3 separate regions of the Mus musculus genome follow, and all the other regions are linked to region 3. A link is a contact called in public HiChIP or PLAC-seq data. All regions are on one chromosome and are shown on one strand. Each heading gives the region's core, a stretch centred on a gene start, on an enhancer-like site or on the middle of the called end of the contact. The rest is flanking DNA. Distances are from core to core; before and after follow the strand shown. Region 1 overlaps Usp48 (ubiquitin specific peptidase 48). Region 2 overlaps Gm13010 (a long non-coding RNA gene). Region 3 overlaps Ece1 (endothelin converting enzyme 1).

Region 1 (3,916 bases), core at 1,277-3,776, 260 kb after region 3:
GGCAGCCTAGCACCTGGCTTAACAAGGCTGTCTTTGCCATGCCCAATACATTCTAATAACACAAAATGTTATCTTGAGTTAATTCTGCCCCCCCCCCTTTCTGGACCTCTGAATAATCTCAAGGAAAGGCTATGGTAAGCTCGTGTGGTGGTGGTGGACGCCTGGAAGAGTACAATATGCTGTTGTTGCTGGACCTTGAGGAGGCCAAACGTTCAAGGTCAGCCAGTGCTACAAAGCACAAAAAGGACACAAGCAATCCCTCCCTCTCCTGCAGTCCCCCCTCCAACTCAGCCCTCCTCCCTCCTCCTGGCTCAGGGCCTGAACAACCCTCTCCTGTACCTCAGAGTGTCAGCAACAACAAGAAAGTTCTGGAAAGGTCCAGAGAATAGGCACAGGGAAAAACAGAAAAATAAAATATCTTCCAGGCTTAGAAAACAATGGACAGGATTCAATTTTGGCTTTTGGAGAGTGAGGCAGGAGGATAATTTCACCTGGGAAGATACTGGGTGGGATGGGAACTCAATGGCTGTCCACATTCCACAAACAACTGCATGTTGCAAATAAGCAAAGGAGTCCGATGGCAATGTTAACATTTACTGGGCTGAGGAAATGGCTCAGCGGACTAGGCATGTGCTGCGATAGACTGACCTTTAAATTCAGTCCCAGGGGCTGGGCGGTGGTGGCTCACCCCTTTAATCCCAGGACTTGAGAGGCAGAGGCAGGTGGATTTCTAAGTTTGAGGCCAGCCTGATCTACAAAGTGAGTTCCAGGACAGCCAGGGCTACACAGAGAAACCCTGTCTTAAAAAAAAAAAAAAAAAAAACCAAAGGAAAAAAAATTTAAAAAATTAAGTCCCAGGGAACTATGTAAAGAGGCAGGAGAGAACCACTTCCTTAATTATTGTTTTTACATTAGGATAGCACCCCCTCACCCCAAAATTAAGAAAAAATTGGAGATACAGTCCAGGGGCTAGAGAGATGGCTCAGAGGTTAAGAGCACTGACTGCTCTTCCAGAGGTCCTGAGTTCAATTCCCAGCAACCACATGGTGGCTCCCAACCATCTGTAATGGGATCTGATGCCCTCTTCTGGTGTGTCTGAAAACAGCTACAGTGTACCCATATATATGAAATAAGTACATAAATTTTTTTAAAAAAGATAAGAATGATTCAATGGGGCTAGAGCTAGTTCAGTGGATAAGAGCCCTTGTTGCTCTTGCAAATGACCCAGGTTCAGTTTCCACCACTCACAAAGCATCTCACAACTATCTGTAATGAATTCCAGAAGATCCAAGGTTCCCTTCTAGCATAAACAATGATGCTCACATGTAGTGCACATCCAGGCAAAACACCCATACACATTAAACACAAAACACAGCACTTGATAAAAATCAGAAAGGATAATTCTAGTCAACCCTTCCAATAGAGTTAGCACCACTGCCAGCTCAGCAGCACACACCACAACCTCGAGGTGCTCCTCCCCCACCGAGCTCAAGTTCCAGCCACCAAAATGGACCCTTTAAAACTCAATTTTTCTCAGTGGTCAATCAATATCATTTGTTCCTCTTCTTTGTCTCAATCATGTAGCCATGACTGACCTGAATACTCTATATGAAGACTACAAAGAAGAACTGGCATCTACAAAACACTTAAAGCTTCGAGGGGGTCATCAGGGAAATAGCTCACTTCATCAAGGATTTGCTGACTAAGCTGTTCCCAGAGCCTATGTAAAACAGAGCCTGGGAGTGATGTCACACACTGCAACCACAGCACAGGGGACGCAGAGATCTGCTTGAACTAGCTAGCCAGACAGCCTAGCACAACAGTAAAGACTTTTAAAAAAAGAGAAAGCATCTCTATTAAAAAAAAAAGATTTATTTATTATTGTACATAAGTACACTGTAGCTGACTTCAGATGCACAGAAGAGGGGATCAGATCCCATTACAGGTGGTTGTGAGCCACCATGTGGTTGCTGGGATTTGAACTCAGGACCTTAGGAAGAGCAGTCAGTGCTCTTACCTGCTAAGCCATCTCGCCAGCCCAAGCATCTCTATTTTAAGACCGACTTTTATTTTATGTGCATGGTGTTTTGCCCGCATGTATATTTGTGCAACGCATGTGTGGTTGTTGCCCATGAAAGCAAGAAGTGATCACTGGGACCTTTAGAACTGGAGTCACAGAGAGTTCTAAAGCATTTCCAGCAACCATGTGAGTGACTGGAACCAAGCCTGTATCTCTCTGCAAAAGCAAGTGCTCTTAACTGCAGAGCCATCTCTCCAGCAGCCACTTTTAATAAAAGTGAAAGATGCCCATGGTTGTCCTCTGGTTCCTACTACATGTGCATTCATTTATAGACATATCACACACAGAAGTATACCCACATATACATGTACACCACACAAGAAAAATTACTCTAAGTTGGCAAAAGTCTCTTAAGAAGGAACCAAAGAGACAGGCAAGACAGCTCGGCAGAAAAGACGCCCGCCATACATGGAAGCCTGCCAAACCGGAGTCCAACCCCTGTGAATCATGTAAAAGCTGAAGGGGAAGACGACCTAAGCCCTGCATGGAATCATGCCCCTTACCGGAAGCTTAAGAACATACTATTTCTGCAGAGGACTGGAGCTTGATTTCCAGCCTAGCCAGTTCCAAGGGCTGCAATGCCTCTGGCCTCGGCAGACACCTGTGCTCATACACACTCACTCATACAGAGATGTGTGTTGAAAAGATTTTCTAAAAACAGATCTACTATGCTACAGGCATGGCAAAGGACATAGAGGTTAAAATGAGATTCAAAAACTCAATCTTAACCAGCGTTGTACACTTAGAAGACTGAGGCAAGGGGATTAATTTAAGCTTGAAACTGAGCCAGAGCTCAGTTTCAAAAAAGATTTGATTTGACAACCTATGGTACTGCCTTGGTTAGTTTAGGAATCTCTGTGTAGACCAGGATGGTCTGCATCTAATAGAGATCACCATTCAGCTGACTGCCACCTGAGTGCTGGGATTAGAGGGTTGCTCCACCACACCCAGCAAAAGAGGTTCCCCTGCAAGCCCTTCAGACACATCACACACCTGAATCCAGCTCTGTAAAAACTGACATAGATGCTCCCCAAGTTCGGTGTAAGCTTAGACTACAAAGAATGAGCCATGAACGAGCAGAAAAGGACATATCACCCTTAATCTACCAGATGGTTAATTGTCAGCCTCTGTCCTATAATCAACGTCCCTTCTAACCACACACATAAAACCTAAGCCACAAGGCTGACACGACTCATCCTCTGCCCTGAGGATGGGGACACAAGATAGAACAGAAATGGCTGAAGTAAGTTCTACACTGAACGCAGGTTTGCTGAGCCCTCTTCCTGCACGCAGTTCAGCAGTGAAACCAGCTCTGTACTTCCCAAAGAAGGAAAGGAAAGCAACAGCAGCCCTAAGCCCCCACAAGTGTGCTTAACTTCCAGAGCTCAGGCTCTGTAGTGAACAGAGACAGCACTGAGCAGCGACACTTCCCACGACCCACACTGACTCCTACAACAGTGGGGTAAAACCTACCTAACAGAAAAATGCATTTGGACTTCAGACTGGCATTGTGAGAGCTATTGTTAAGTTCCCAAATATTCGATAAAGAACTTTCAGGAAGGTGTTCTGACCCATACCTGTGACCCCAGCACGTGGGAGGTACAGGACTATATATATGACAAAACTCTAACTTAAAAATCTAAACAAACCATTAGGGTTACAACCTCAGTGGACGTGTAGAACAAGACCTGTCGAGCTGATGCAAAACTGACAACAGACTCAAGCTTCGGGCTTACCATGAGGACACAGAATGTCTTCATTAAAATTTAATTCCTCCTCCTCTTCTTTCTTTTCTTCCTTTGATTCATCTAATCAAAAGGAACAGAGAGTTACTGG
Region 2 (3,864 bases), core at 1,202-3,701, 440 kb after region 3:
GCTCCCACAGGCTCCTGGTCCAGGCTACTGAACATTGACCTAGACCCTCTATTAAACAGACAGTTCTATTGTGGACCACCATCCTAGAGCCTAGCAGACACTACCCTCTCAATCCAAGAGACCCTCACGATCTTGCTTGTTGATGTCTCCTCAAAGACGGAAGGAACGAGGGAGGGTCATCGGACCCTCACCCAAGGTTTCAGCCACCCAGCCCTGTGCTCCTTCTGGCTGCCTGTGACTCTGCCCTAGGGATGTGTGGACTTGGGTGGGACTAGTGCACACAAAACCAGAAGATGAACTAAACAGAGGATACCATACAGACAGCCATGGGAGGTCACCAAAATGCTGGAGTGAGATTTTCAGCAACATGGCTTTTAGGGGGTTACCCACACTCCTGTAAGTCACCCTCTCCCAGGCTTCTATAAAAAGCCAACCAACTCATTGGGTCATCAGTCTAACCTCAGATGGAGTTGCTTCTTTTGGTTGGTACCCTATCTAGGTTGAGTAATGTTCAAGTCTCCCCAGGAGACATTAACCCATTAATTTACCCAAAGTCAGTCAGATTTTACCAGTTACCTCTCAAATGTTCATCCTGACCAGAATGCACTTCTTTGGTCTGAAAATCTCTCTCTCCTCTTGTACATGCTCATGTATGCATGCACATACATGTTCATATCTGTGCATTTGTGTATGTTATGTGTGGGTACATGTTCATATGTGTCTGTACATGTGTACATGTTCATGTGTATATGCATGTTTGGAAGCTGGAGGCTGATGGGTGGATGTCTGGTGTCCTCTATCACTTCCTGCCTTACATTTTTTTTTTGGTTTTTTTGAGACAGGGTTTCTCTGTATAGCCCTGGCTGTCCTGGAACTCACTCTGTAGACCAGGCTGGCCTTGAACTCAGAAATCTGCCTGCCTCTACCTCCCAAGTGCTGGGATTAAAGGCGTGCGCCACCACGCCCTGCCCCCTTCTTTCTTCATGGAGGGCTCTGACGGTTTAGAATAGAATGCACTAGTTATCAGCAGAATGTTCTCCAGTTTGGGTCCAGCCCATGTTTCCTAATGATCAGATTGTGTATTGCAAGTCACTGTCACCCAGTGTCCTGCGACCTCCTTGCTGTTCAATTGTTGAGAACAAAGAACTTTCTGCCTCTGGGTGGGAGTCAGCTAAGTAGGGCACAGAGATGAGAGACCGAGAGGCTCCCCATAGACCAAGAGCAGTGTGGAGAACTCAGTGAACAAGGCGAGTGGTAGCCACTCTCTTCTGAGGCCTGAGCCAAGGTTGGGTACAGCGCTGGGCTGGAGACTGGGAGGCCAGGCAGGCGGGCAGCCAGCTGAGGGCTGGGCCTCTGGGCTGTTTGTCCAAATGGTATCCAAGCACGGAGATCACTGGCCGTTTCTGGCCTGGGCACAGTAGCACTGGAAATAGCTGTAGGATTATTTCGGGAGGAATGTACCGTTTCTCCATCTTCCCAGAAAGCCAGGCCCTGTCTTAGGAAGATCAGCGAATTTCCTCTATGCCGCCTCTACTCTATGGGATCTTCAGGCCAGCTGGTGACTCACGGAGACCTTCAGTCAGAGGGGGACAAGAAGGACTAAAATCTTCCTTTGCTGATGGAAGAGGGGTGGCTTTGAGATCCTAGCCCAGGTTGGACCCATTGGGTTCAGCAACAGCAGCATATAAGGACACTGTTTCTGTCCTTCCCAGCCCATTCCCAAAGGCCGACACTTATGGAACTCCTAATGTATACAATAGAACCTGATAGCATTTTTTGCCAGCCCCTGCATATCCACTCTCATATCTAATCTTCACAGTACCCCCTCTGAGGTAGGTATTTTGTTTTCCAGATGAGGTCATCAGCAGTTCAGAGAGAGAGCAGGACTTGCCAGCACATGCCCAGCAGACTAGAATTAAGACCACACCTTCTTGGTTCAGAGAGGAGGTTGGAGGCTGAAGTGTGAGGGAGGAAGAGGGGCGGGTCACTTTTTCATTCAGGAGAGGTAAGGAAAGTGATGCTGTGAATGAATCAGCTTTGAGAGGGGAGGCAAAGTGGCCAGGAACTGTAATTTTACTCCATACTGAGCCCTAGCCTCTCCCAGCTTAGTACCTCAGTACTAAGTACTTAGTACTCCTGGGACTCAGAATGCCCAGGGTGGATGTGACATCCCACCCTGCATGGTCTATTGCTACAGTCTCGACCCTTTACCTCACCTGGACCACCTCCATCCAGCCTTGGCTTCTTAGCTCCAAGGCCAAACCAGCTACAATCTGTGGCTTTTCGGGTTACTCTTGCCCCTCCCACTCTCTCCCTTCTCACTTGACTCCCCTCCCCTGTCTTATCAATACCCCACCTTTCCTGTTCCCTTCTAAACCCAGGAGGTCCCCTTTCTCCATCCTCTGCCCCTAGGCACAAATATTCCAGGCTCTCTCACTCCTCTGGTGTCCCTCAGGACTCAGGGAGTAAGCAGCCTGTCTACTGAGACTACTCCTGATTCATCTGCTTGTAGTCCGCACATTAACCCCTCACTTGCCATGTAGTTTCTCCTGTCCCCTTGAAGGTCTGAGATGAGGGGTGGGATGTCCTTTATGTCCCTTCACTTCATGACCCTTGGAAACATCACACGCAAACAAGCTCAGCTCAGCAGCAGCCACATGTGTGTGACAGCAGTCAGGGACAGCTAGAGGCACGAAAGTTTCGGTGCTCCCATCATGCCTGAAGGGCATCTGTGCCCAGCCTCCGATGACTGCCTGGCAGTGGGCCACCCCTGAATCCCTACCTGGCATGAAGCCAGCCTGCCCGCAGCACAATAAATCTCTCCTGGGCCAGGAATTCTTCTCTCCCCACTCCCCACGCTGCCTGCAGCCTTCTACCCACCAGGGTGCATGAGTCATGCACCCTCCATCCCTCCCAGCACCCCCAGGAAAAAGGCCCCTCTTTTGTACCTATTGCCAAAAACAGTGCTTCCCCAAGCCCACGTATGGCAGGTACAGGCCAGGACAGGTTCCAACCCAGGAGGTCTAGGATGGGTGGGGCTTGGCCAGGACCCCAGCCAACAACAGTGCCCTCCTGCCAAGCTGCTACAGGGCTTTGGAGGCAGAGCCACCAATCTGGGAGGTGTCTGGGAAATTCCCTCTAGAAGAAGATGGTCACAAATAGATTTGTGTGCATGTTGCCCTGAGAGAGGTTGGTGCAGGAGGAGGAGGTAGAGTTCTCAGTCTCCTAGTCTGTAAAATGGGTAGGAGGGTGGCTAGTGAGCGCAGTCAAATTGCTGTAATAGCAAATGTTTGCAAGACCTCCAGGCTCAGATCCGAAGCCTCCACCAACGCACCAGCTGCTGTAGTGATGGCCTGGCCTGGAGCTGGCTGGAGCCAGTTGTTCAACATTCTGGAATTTGGTAGGCTGATTTTGTTGTTTGCTTGCCTCCTCCTCCTCCTCCTCCTCCTCCTCCTCCTCTTCCTCCTCCTTCTTCTTCTTCTTCTTCTCCTTCTTCTCCTCCTCCTCCTCCTTCTCCTCCTCCTCCTCCTCCTCTTCTCCTCCTCCTCTTCTCCTCCTCCTCCTTCTTTTCTTTGATAAGGTCTGAAAATGTGGTCTCTGCCTGCTGAGTACCAGGATAACAGATATGCACCACCGGGCAGGGTGTGGTAGGCTGTTGTTAAGCATGGGGAGTCTAAAGCCAAGCACAACCGGGAACCTTCACCCCAGCATGTGTGACAAATTAAGACTTTCCTTTGAGATTCTGTTGCCAGCAGAGCACTGGAGTAGGGGACCCGGGCCAAATGACCACACTTTTGAACTTGTGTTTCCTCAGCTAGGAAAACCACAATAATTATGACTACGCATGTACTCACACAAACATGA
Region 3 (3,993 bases), core at 1,289-3,788:
ATAATAATAATAATAATAATAATAATAATAATAAAGAATCCCACAGTTGCAGCTTCTGGGAGAAGAGACTGGTGTGAAAGAAAGGGACAACATGTTGAGAACTGATGCTGTTTATTTGATCCCCATACACCTCGGAATAAGTGTTGTCAATGACCCCCAACTTCGCTGACCTGTAAGGGTAGAGACCTGCTCTGATTGCTAGGCAAGAAGGACTCAAGAGCCAAGTCTGTGTGGCTCCAAACGTCTGTGTCTCCGATCTGCCTCCATCCCCACCCATCCCAAACACGATGCAGATGCAGGGCTTCCACTTCCACTTCAGAAGGAAAGGCTGATCTCCCCCCTCCCCCGCCCCCCAGCCACACTGTCAGTCCCAGCCAATCAGAGTGGATCCTCAGTACGAGTTCCTGAGCTGCTGTTGCCTTGGTGACCAGGAATGTCTGCCTCAGGAAGCCCACCCAGGCTCCACATCCCACCAGGTCCCCAACACCCCGCCCACCACCACCATCATCACACATGACCACGCTCGGGTAGGGAAGAGCCGAGAAGGAGAGGTTTTAGAGGGGCTGATTCCTCCTAAGTGCAGGGGAGAGAGAGCTTTGTATTGGCTCAGAGTGGTCCCCAAGCACAGGAGTTTGGGGGAGTACTAGGCTCAAAGAAAGGAGAGCCAGTACCAAGCTCAGCTTCCAAATGCTTCCCCAGTCTTGGAGGAGGAAGAGCTATATGAACCATGCAGTGGGTCCTGTGATTGACTGCTGTGTGGCTCTGGACAAGTAGGTTCACCTGGGTACCGGGTCTGGCAGGAATGAATGGGAGGACCCAGGAAGAGACACATCAGAATCAAGTGCTACCTCCCAAGAAAGGCACTCCCAGGACACCTGCAGTGATGCTGGGTGCTACCGTGACCACACAGGAATGGCCCGGCCACAGAGACACAGCACAGACTGCTGGAATGTACTCCCTGGTTTAACCTGAGGATCACACAGACCGCTGTTGTTGCCTGTAAACAGCAATGGCATCTGGAACAGCAACAAAAGCTACTGCCCAAGGGGTGAATCGGTTCTGAGCCCAACAGGTTCTAAAGTAGTCATTCCAGCAAACCCTCTTAGAGGCACAGAGAAGGTAGATACCCAGCCTAAGGTCATACAGCTGGGGTGAGGAGGAGGTCCCAGGTCTCCGCAACAGTTAGGTACTATGGGGCGCTACCAAATGGAGTGTTCTGGGAAGGGTGTCTCTGCCTGGGATACTCACATAGACGACATTCCCAAACCCCCTTTTGGGTCCCCAAAATGCTCTGTAGTCACCCAGCTTGGGGTTCCCCTCCCCTCTAGGGCTTGGCTCTGCTCAGCCCAGTTCCAGAGCCAATTTGCAATTGCATAATGAACAATTAGGGACAAGCTTTCTTCTCTTCCAAAGGAGCAATCAGCCTGGTGGCAAAGGACAGAGCAGAGAGAGCCCAGGAAACTTGTCCCCTCCCTCGTCCCTGCCAAGATGGAGAGCCCCCTCTCCTGACCCAGCCTAGCTGGAAAAATCAGGGCTCACTAGAGTGTCACCCCCTCCCTTCTCATCTGCCTCCTGTCTCGGCTCTAGGAAGGCATCCTGACAAAGCTGGCCCATGACTTTCCTGTGATGCTGTGTTTCCAATGTCATCAGGCTGTCTGGTTGGTGACACCTGGCCTGTCCCCCGTAATTACTATCTAGGCACCATGCTGAGAGTTAACATTATACTTGCTAATTCTACATCTAACAGCCAATCCATCACTCCACAGCAAACACACAGCTAGCAAACAAGGCAGCTTATGCTGCAAGCAAGGGACTCTCCTCATCGACTCTCCTCATCAGGGTTCTGTCACTGAACTGGTCCTAACCTCTGCAGTTCCCTCTGGGTCAGCCCCAGAACAAGAGTCTCCTCAACTCCCAATTCCCAGTAGTCTCCTAGGCCAAAGGTGACTAGCCAGCTAGCTCCACTCAACCTAACAACTTCCACAACACTTCAGAGAGTGCTGCACACCGACTTCTAGGCCACCAGGTATCTAAAGCCTATCTCCTTCCTCTGCGTTCCCACGTGTCCACACAACAGCTTCCAGAGAGAAACAGCAGCGGCCGACCTGGGGGATACAAGAGGACCAGGACTGGGAGGACTGGGGTTGGGGTGGGGAGGTCATGATTAACTGTTCTCTGAGGTAGGAAGCACCCTCCTTTCAAAGGCTTAGGCAAGTCCCTGAAAATGTTCTCCATCATCTGATACAACTCAATCAATGACCAGATGCCTGCATGGACCAGACACCGTTTCTGGGTGCTGTCCATCACTGGCAGATCCGGAACTTCTCCAGTTCCCCTCCCTAAGATATCCTCTTGGAGGAAGCTACCATAGTCACCAGGAGCGGACAGGGAAACGTCAGAGCATTAGAAATGACAGCAGAGGCTGCATGGACCCCAGGTCATCAAGTGGACACCACTCAGACCCAATGCTTAGGGACAGGCCAGAGGCAGAAGTAAACACCCTGTGGTCTGTGACTCATGTTGCTCATGTTCAATGTACTAAGCCATTGACACTCAGAACAGGAAATTCGCCAGCAGAGGGAGTGGCAAAGCCACGGGTCCCCAGGGCCACAAGAGTGCTTCTCACTGAACCTTCTGGAATGTTCTATTTCAGAGGCTGGGTGGCTTCTCTGCCATCCTGTAGTTTCACTGTACTTTTGATGGGTCTCAACTACCTTGCTCTACACACACACACACACACACACACACACACACACACACACACACACACACATATACACACACACACACGCTTTGGAGGGAGACATATGTGGGGGTCTCTTGAAACGCACAGAGAGCAGGGGCTGGTTCCACAGGCTTGTCACCAAGCCAGCCCTAGCCTACAGTGATGCTCAGCTGGTGACATTCCAGGCCTCAGGATATCGGGCAGCCCTGGCCCCCCTGTCATGGGTCTGCACTGACTCCTCCAGCCCTGTTACAACACCTCAAACTTCTGATCCTTACCTGGGGAGGAGGGTCCATGTCACACAGTCCCTTACCATCAATAGACTTCCTCTCCACTCTGGCTTCCCTTTGCCCTCCTGTGATTCTGTGTCACATTCTGGAGTTGGAGTTAGCTTGGACCAAATCAATCAACTTCGTGATATTTCCAAGTCCTCGGCTAGAACAGGACTATTCAAGCATGGCGTGCAATTGCCCATCTCCTGCCTCAGAGACAGACTTAGATGGGACCCGAATATTCTCCAGCAAAACTGGCACCAATGTCACCTCTCTCAGCTTGAGGTGTTTCCTTGAAGGCACCAGAGGACACGTCCTGGTGGCATCCAGGTCCGTGTCCCATTCGTGCACACTGCTAGATCAAATATGACCCCCAGCTCCGTCACTGCCCTGGTGGTCTCTCTGTGGGACTGAAGGGGGACAGTAGCCAGGGGAAATGTGGGGGAGCACGGTAAGCCTCAGGGCTGGGAAGCGGAGAGCAGAAGGCTCTCACTGATTGCCCAGTGCCTGCGTCTCTAGAGGACCTGTGCTGTGGCTCCTGTGGAGGGCTGTTTTCGAATTCCTGAGCACTCTGTGGCATCTGGGGGAATCTATGGCCTTCACCTCTTTGTCCTTCCCTGACTCTGTCCCAAGCCACTAACACAGGGAGACCTGGCCTTATGTCCCTTCATCTAAATGCCACCTTTACCTAGACTATCCTGTGAGTCTCTGGGGGCAGACTTTCTCATCCCTGGCTCCAATTTCTGCCCACCTCATGATGGGTGGGATGAAATCTAAACTCCACCCACTCCTTTTTCCTCTTTTTTTGTTTTTTGAGATAGGGTCTCACACTGTTACCCAACACAGCCTCAAACTCACCACCACCCCACTTCAGACCCAGGGGTTAGAATGACAACTAAACCCCAATTTTTGAGGACTTCAAATCACCAAGCTGGCCTGACACACAGTCCACATGCCTAGGCTGCCAGAGTCAGTGACATCTTTTTCCTGGTGGGA

What was found. HiChIP or PLAC-seq counts read pairs in DNA pulled down with a chosen protein or histone mark.
Region 1: a FOXA1 HiChIP or PLAC-seq map of pancreatic cancer cells shows a contact between it and region 3. The contact joins two enhancer-like sites. A contact is called at or near these places in 1 of 115 datasets of contacts at active chromatin or transcription factors (pancreatic cancer cells) and 1 of 9 other capture datasets (liver).
Region 2: a contact with region 3 is called in an HNF4G HiChIP or PLAC-seq map of pancreatic cancer cells. The contact joins two enhancer-like sites. A contact is called at or near these places in 2 of 39 promoter capture datasets (the HPC-7 cell line and embryonic stem cells), 1 of 484 Hi-C or Micro-C datasets (embryonic stem cells) and 1 of 115 datasets of contacts at active chromatin or transcription factors (pancreatic cancer cells).

The regions. Positions count from the first base shown.
Region 1 is chr4:137,628,146-137,632,061 of GRCm38.p6, reverse strand. It overlaps Usp48 (ubiquitin specific peptidase 48), which reads right to left. Exons shown (of 27, transcript NM_001355588.1): 15 at 3,817-3,888. Among named protein-coding and RNA genes, the nearest start is that of Usp48, 36 kb to the right of the region's middle. Within about 2 kb of position 2,526, at least 26 of the 459 cell types and tissues checked have an H3K27ac peak or open chromatin away from gene starts, as enhancers often do. A contact at or near this core is called in pancreatic cancer cells, where this site is marked.
Region 2 is chr4:137,447,393-137,451,256 of GRCm38.p6, reverse strand. The region is part of intron 1 of Gm13010 (a long non-coding RNA gene); the gene reads left to right. Among named protein-coding and RNA genes, the nearest start is that of 1700013G24Rik, 4.0 kb to the left of the region's middle. Within about 2 kb of position 2,451, at least 92 of the 459 cell types and tissues checked have an H3K27ac peak or open chromatin away from gene starts, as enhancers often do. A contact at or near this core is called in pancreatic cancer cells, where this site is marked.
Region 3 is chr4:137,889,361-137,893,353 of GRCm38.p6, reverse strand. All of the region lies in intron 1 of Ece1 (endothelin converting enzyme 1), which reads right to left. Among named protein-coding and RNA genes, the nearest start is that of Gm13012, 7.4 kb to the right of the region's middle. Within about 2 kb of position 2,538, at least 83 of the 459 cell types and tissues checked have an H3K27ac peak or open chromatin away from gene starts, as enhancers often do. A contact at or near this core is called in pancreatic cancer cells, where this site is marked.